Linked DNA regions of Mus musculus: region 1 is linked to region 2. A link is a contact called in public promoter capture Hi-C data. All regions are on one chromosome and are shown on one strand. Each heading gives the region's core, a stretch centred on a gene start, on an enhancer-like site or on the middle of the called end of the contact. The rest is flanking DNA. Distances are from core to core; before and after follow the strand shown.

Region 1 (2,700 bases), core at 166-2,665, 3.3 Mb before region 2:
CTTAAACTTTCAGGAACCATTCAGGTTCAGGAAAGGTTATTTGGAAACTGATGTAGGGGAATTTGGGTCTCTTGATTACTTTTCTGATCCTGCCTGATTGCATTTAAACAGACCCCAGAGAAGGGGCAAAGAGTTCAGACCAAAGATCTAGCCAGGTTGTAGTCACCAGCATTTGATGACAGTCACCAGAAAATTGACGGGCAACTTGTTTCTTTTTTTTTAATATTCATTTATTTTATTTATATGAGTACACTGTAGCTGTCTTCAGACACACCAGAAGAGGGCATCAGATCCTATTACAGATGGTTGTAAGCCACCATGTGATTGCTGGGAATTGAACTCAGGACCTCTGGAAGAGCAGCCAGTGCTCTTAACCACTGAGCCATCTCTCCAGCCCCGGCAACTGGTTTCTATAACCCAGGCTCTAGGCCCTACATGGCTACTGACCCTGTCCTTACTAAGGCAGACTTCAGTCTCAGGGTGGAGTATGAAGAAAACATCAGTTGGTATCCAGCAGGCAGCTCTGAGTGCTGGCAGTGTGACTTGGGAGAAGAGAGTTCAGAGCTTCCATTGGTGGACACCCTGATGAAGCCATCCTTGAGAAGCATTGGTCCAACTGGACCTGCAGCCTCACTTCTGTTCCCTTCTATGGTTTAGAGGCATGTCTAACAACATGATATAAGCTTCCTCTTTCTGAAGAATCTGAAGAGGAAATCCACTAGTGAGTTCAAATTCTCTTAGAGCATGGCCAGGAGGCCGGGGGGTGGGGGGCGGTTAGGGAAGGACAAGAGCCATTAGAGTTTAACTTTCTGGCAGTCCTAGTGGTACCTGCATATAATCCCTTCACAGGAGATTTCCACCAGAGTTCAGGACTTAAGGGAAGTGGAGGCCACATAGAAGACATTACCTGTTAAAACCAGTTCCTAAAAATACACATCTCTGATTTACACCTTCAGTTTGGTTATCACTGCTGTGTAAAGTGTTAGGCTTTTGGTCCACCCTCTGGGGTTATGAAGGAACAGCAAAGTCAGGCAGATGTTAAGAGATATTTCCCCCCCAAATCCCACAGCTATGATGGAGGAAGATGAGTCAAATGTTAATTGTTTATAGTCTAGACTTTCCAGACTCCCTCACTAGCCTCCTGTCACCTCCAGCCACCAACTGGGAAAACAGTCAGTCCTTCTGGCCTGGCTCACTCTACCCAACGTTTGCGTTCCCTTTGCTTTGCAATTTTCCCCACTCAACACACTCTTGTGACCTACAGGTTTGGAAGGAGGGAAAGGGGAAGTCATCCCAGGACTTGGCCCAGTGCATTGAGTGTCAGCTTCCAGCACTGAGAGATGAGGGTTTAGCCCTCAGGCTAGCTATAATTAGCCAAGTGCGGGCACTGCTAGGATCCGTACACAGCAGTCCTAAGCAGACTGGGAACTCAAGAGAGGGCAAGCAGAAGCCCGGTGTCTCCTGCCTGGGATTAAAAGAAAACGAGTGGAAAGCGGGGCTTTGTCCTGAGCCAGATGGCTACAGGCGTTTGTGGTTCTGTTGCACTTGGTGAACCCTATGGTTAGTTAGCGCCATATAGCCCAAAGTTAGTGTGTCACCGGACGGAGTGAGGGACTGACAGCTGAATTGAAGACAGTTCTGTTTTCCTGAGTGCTGCTCAGGTATACTTCTCTCATGCCTGGGCACCTGCGGCAACCTCACAAGCGTCTGGAAGATGGCAAGCCTTTCCTCAGACTTGGAGCATGTCTCCCTTCCTATCGAGAAGGACAGTCTTGAACTACCTGTGCCTGCCGGAAGAACCTTCTCCCGGTCTCCCTCTTCCGATGAGGATCCCGGCTTGTTTTCCTTTTCTCTGGCAGAGCCTGACCCACCTAGCCCCTTCGTTTCAGGAAACCTTCCCTTTCTAGCTTCATCTCCGGAGAAAGGGAAGAAGCAGGATGACAGCGACGACTCAGCGGAGCCTGAGATGCTGTGCAGCGTGGAGCACCCCTGCCAGTTCTTCGCTGAAGCGCAGAGACTGCGGGAGCAGAAGCTGCTGCTGGATGAAGAGGTGTCTGTGGGGGGACAGGTATATGGGGTGCATCGGGTGATCTTGGCTGCAATTAGCAGCCTCTTCCGAGGCAGGCTGCTGAGCGGTGGGGGTCAGCAGCCCAGTTTCAGCCTTGATGTGACCCCGAGGGGCTGGGAGGCTGCGCTGACCTTTGCCTACGAGGGGGTGCTGGGCCCCGCCTCACAGGACGAAGTGCTGGCTGCTGCAGAGGCGCTGGGAGCACCCCGGGTGAAGAAGGCGGCCCAGCTGAAGCCAGAAGGACTTGGTAAAGCCAGGGGAAATGAAAAGAAGCTCAGCCAGGCAGAGGAGCTGAGGGAGAATCTGCACAGCATTGAGCGTCTGTATCGAGAGGGCATCGGGTGCGACTTGGAGCTGGAGGCAGAGGGCTACCGCCTGCGGGGTGAGAGTCTGTGAGACAACTGCCAAAAATGCATGTTTTGCTTGTTTTGCGGTGGTAGGGATGGAACCTAAGGCCTTAATTCCACTCTACCATGGATCCACACCCCCTAGCCTTGCGAAATAGTTTTGTATTATTGCTTCAGCAAGAATGTCCTTTTTGGTGCTTCTCCAGAGCCACCAAGAAATGCACATGCGCAGTTGAATTGTTTTCCTAGACACCCGGACAGATTTGAACTGATAGATAGTTCAGG
Region 2 (2,740 bases), core at 12-2,511:
CTAGATGTTCAGACAGCTCCCCATCTATGTACTCTTCTGTATTTGCAAGCTGCATGTTCATGTAGCCATCCATGGAGACCAGGTACTCCATGCCCCACTTAAGTTTCACCATCACTGGCTTTCCTGTCAGTCCATTGAGAGAAGTCTTGGGATTGAGGGGTAAACTCATCGCGACCACTGGCGAGCGCTGCACCCCACTAGCTGTCGACCCCGCCGCTGCCCGCCCCTCGTGACGGTGACCGGAGCGGCTGCTGCTACACGCAAGCGACCCGCGCTAAGAGAAAATCCTTTCTGAAGAATCTTAGGAGGAAATCCTAACTATCGAGTTCAAATTCTCTTAGAACATGACCCAGAGGAGAGGGAAGGACAGAAGCCAATAGAACTCAGTTTTCTGGCTGTGCTTACAGCTAGATTTCTGTGATTACACGCTTGAAATCTGTTAGCTCACGAGGCTGCCACAGGAGGACTGGAACTCGAGGGAAATGGAGGCTACGTAGAAGCACTATCCATTAAAAGCTGATTTCAAAAACATTTATCGCCGGGCGTGCGCCCAGCACTTGGGAGGCAGAGGCAGGCAGATTTCTGAGTTCGAGGTCAGCCTGGTCTACAGAGTGAGTTCCAGGACAGCCAGGGCTATCCTGTCTCAAAAAAAAAAAAAAAAAAGAAAAGAAAAGAAAAAAACCCCACATTTATCTTTGATTTACATCTTCAGTTTGTTTGTTTGTTTGTTTGTTTGTTTTTACTGATGTCGGGAGTGTTAGCCTGCTATGGGAGGTTTTTGCTCAACCCTCTCTGGTTATGGAGGTATAGCAAGTATATCCCCAACCAAGACAAAGTCGGGCAGAGGCGTTAAAAGATTTTCTTCAAATTCCACAGCTTTTAAGAAGGAAGGTGAGTCAAACTTCAGTTAGTTTGAGATCCAACTCTCTCCCAACCTTGCTCCTTGCAGTTTTAGCCCAAAACCTAAAAGTAACCTTAATGAATGAAATGAAATCCCTTGTTCTGTTCCCGCACCTTCACTGAGAATGCTTGGGCACTTATTACTGTATTTTGCATAACGTAGAGGCTTCGTTTGGCGCCACTCCAAGGGTTGAACTGCGCAGCCGCCAAGGAGTGTGGGAAGTAGGACAAGAAGATCCCTGGTTCCTAGATTCTCCGCCTCTGAGCTCCAGCCCCAACCTCTGGACCGCCCCCTTTCCCGCCCCGGCCTTCAGGCCCCGCCTCCGAGCCCAGGATGCACCTGGATAAAAACAAAATCCCACGTGACTGGCCCTGAGCTCAGATCATCATGGCGTCTCCCAGTGGGAAGGGATCTTGGACGCCCGAGGCTCCTGGTTTTGGGCCGCGGGCGCTAGCACGGGACCTGGTGGACTCGGTGGACGACGCCGAGGGCCTTTACGTGGCTGTTGAGCGGTGTCCTCTGTGCAACACCACTCGCCGGCGGTTGACTTGCGCCAAGTGCGTCCAGAGCGGTGATTTCGTCTATTTCGACGGCCGCGACCGGGAGAGGTACGGCGGCCGCCACGGCCCTATTGTTTCTGCTTCTCTGATTCCTCTGGCCCAGCCACCAGAGGCTGGAGGCTGGACACCCTAGGCCGGGCCCAGGAGCCCTGCGAGTGTGGAAAAGAGAATGGAGCTGCTTTGCGCTGGCGCTTTGTTGCCAGTGGCAGGGTGGGGGTGGGTGCTAGGTGAACGTAGGTTGCTGTTCCCCACCACCCACCAGAGTTTCTCTAGGGTCCTCTTGGGTACTTGGGGAAAGGAAATACAGTCCTTCTGGAGAAGTCTGTGTAGAGGAGTCTTAGTTCTCCCATTCAGAAGCGTAGTTTTACCTTTTCCCGTCTTCAGACATAAATACATTTTACAGAAGGAATCCGCAGAGAACTAAATTGGTTAGGAGGGCTTGAACCTTGGTTGTCTGTGTCACAGGTGGATACAGCTCTTTGTGAACGAGGACCAGGACTAGGTTACTTCCTTCTGTAATCCCAAAGTTGATTTTGTCACTGGGGATACTGGACTGTGTTTTTGAGTTGCAAGTCCTTAGTTAAAAGAACTGCGTTTAAGGAAATATTTTGTCTTTCTTTTGAATTAAGATATTAGAAAACTGAATGCTTAGCTGAAGAATCTTTTACTCCTAACGTTTGTTTCAACAATAACGAAATAGGTAACTTTTTAGTATGTTTGTTTGAGACAGTGTCTCACTATGTAGCTCTCTCTGGGTGGCCTGGAACTCACTATATAAATAAGACTTGCCTGGAACTCGGAGAGATCCTTCTGCCTCTGCTTCCTGAGCGCTGGGAAAAGTGTGTGTGCTATTATGTCCAGATAAAACAATTTTTTAGTCCTAAATTTGAAGCATTTATTTTTTTACAACAACCCATGCAAGTTATTGCCAGCCGATTACTTGAGGAGACTTGTACGTAGTAAATGCCTTGTTCCAAGGCCCCAAACAGTTAAAACCCAGACATCCTGGATCCATATACGGGTGCATTTAACTGCAAGGCTATGTAACATGTAAATTTTGGGGGTGTTTTAATCCCCATTATTCCTGTGAATGGGGCTCATTTCTTTTTCTTCTGAAAATACTGGTGTAACAGCATCTTTTTAAGTTCATTGCTGTTTTATGGATCCACATGATGATTTTAGTACGTTATAGCTCTAAAAGTTAAACCAGTTTTGTTTTAAGAAAAACAAGTAGGAGATAGGAATGTCTCATTGTTGAGTCTTATGAAATATTTAGCTT

The links. Promoter capture Hi-C pulls out the DNA fragments that hold promoters and counts their contacts.
Region 1: a contact with region 2 is called in a promoter capture Hi-C map of embryonic stem cells, with 120 times the contacts expected there. The contact joins the promoter of Klhl33 here to the promoter of Atg14 in region 2. A contact is called at or near these places in 4 of 39 promoter capture datasets (the 3T3-L1 cell line, the C10 cell line, embryonic stem cells and 1 more) and 1 of 484 Hi-C or Micro-C datasets (embryonic stem cells).

The regions. Positions count from the first base shown.
Region 1 is chr14:50,896,198-50,898,897 of GRCm38.p6, reverse strand. Klhl33 (kelch-like 33) reads left to right here and starts at 1,415. Exons shown (of 4, transcript NM_001370764.1): 1 at 1,415-2,450. The coding sequence starts at 1,715.
Region 2 is chr14:47,566,955-47,569,694 of GRCm38.p6, reverse strand. Atg14 (autophagy related 14) reads left to right here and starts at 1,261. Exons shown (of 10, transcript NM_172599.4): 1 at 1,261-1,509. The coding sequence starts at 1,289. It also overlaps the pseudogene Gm6616.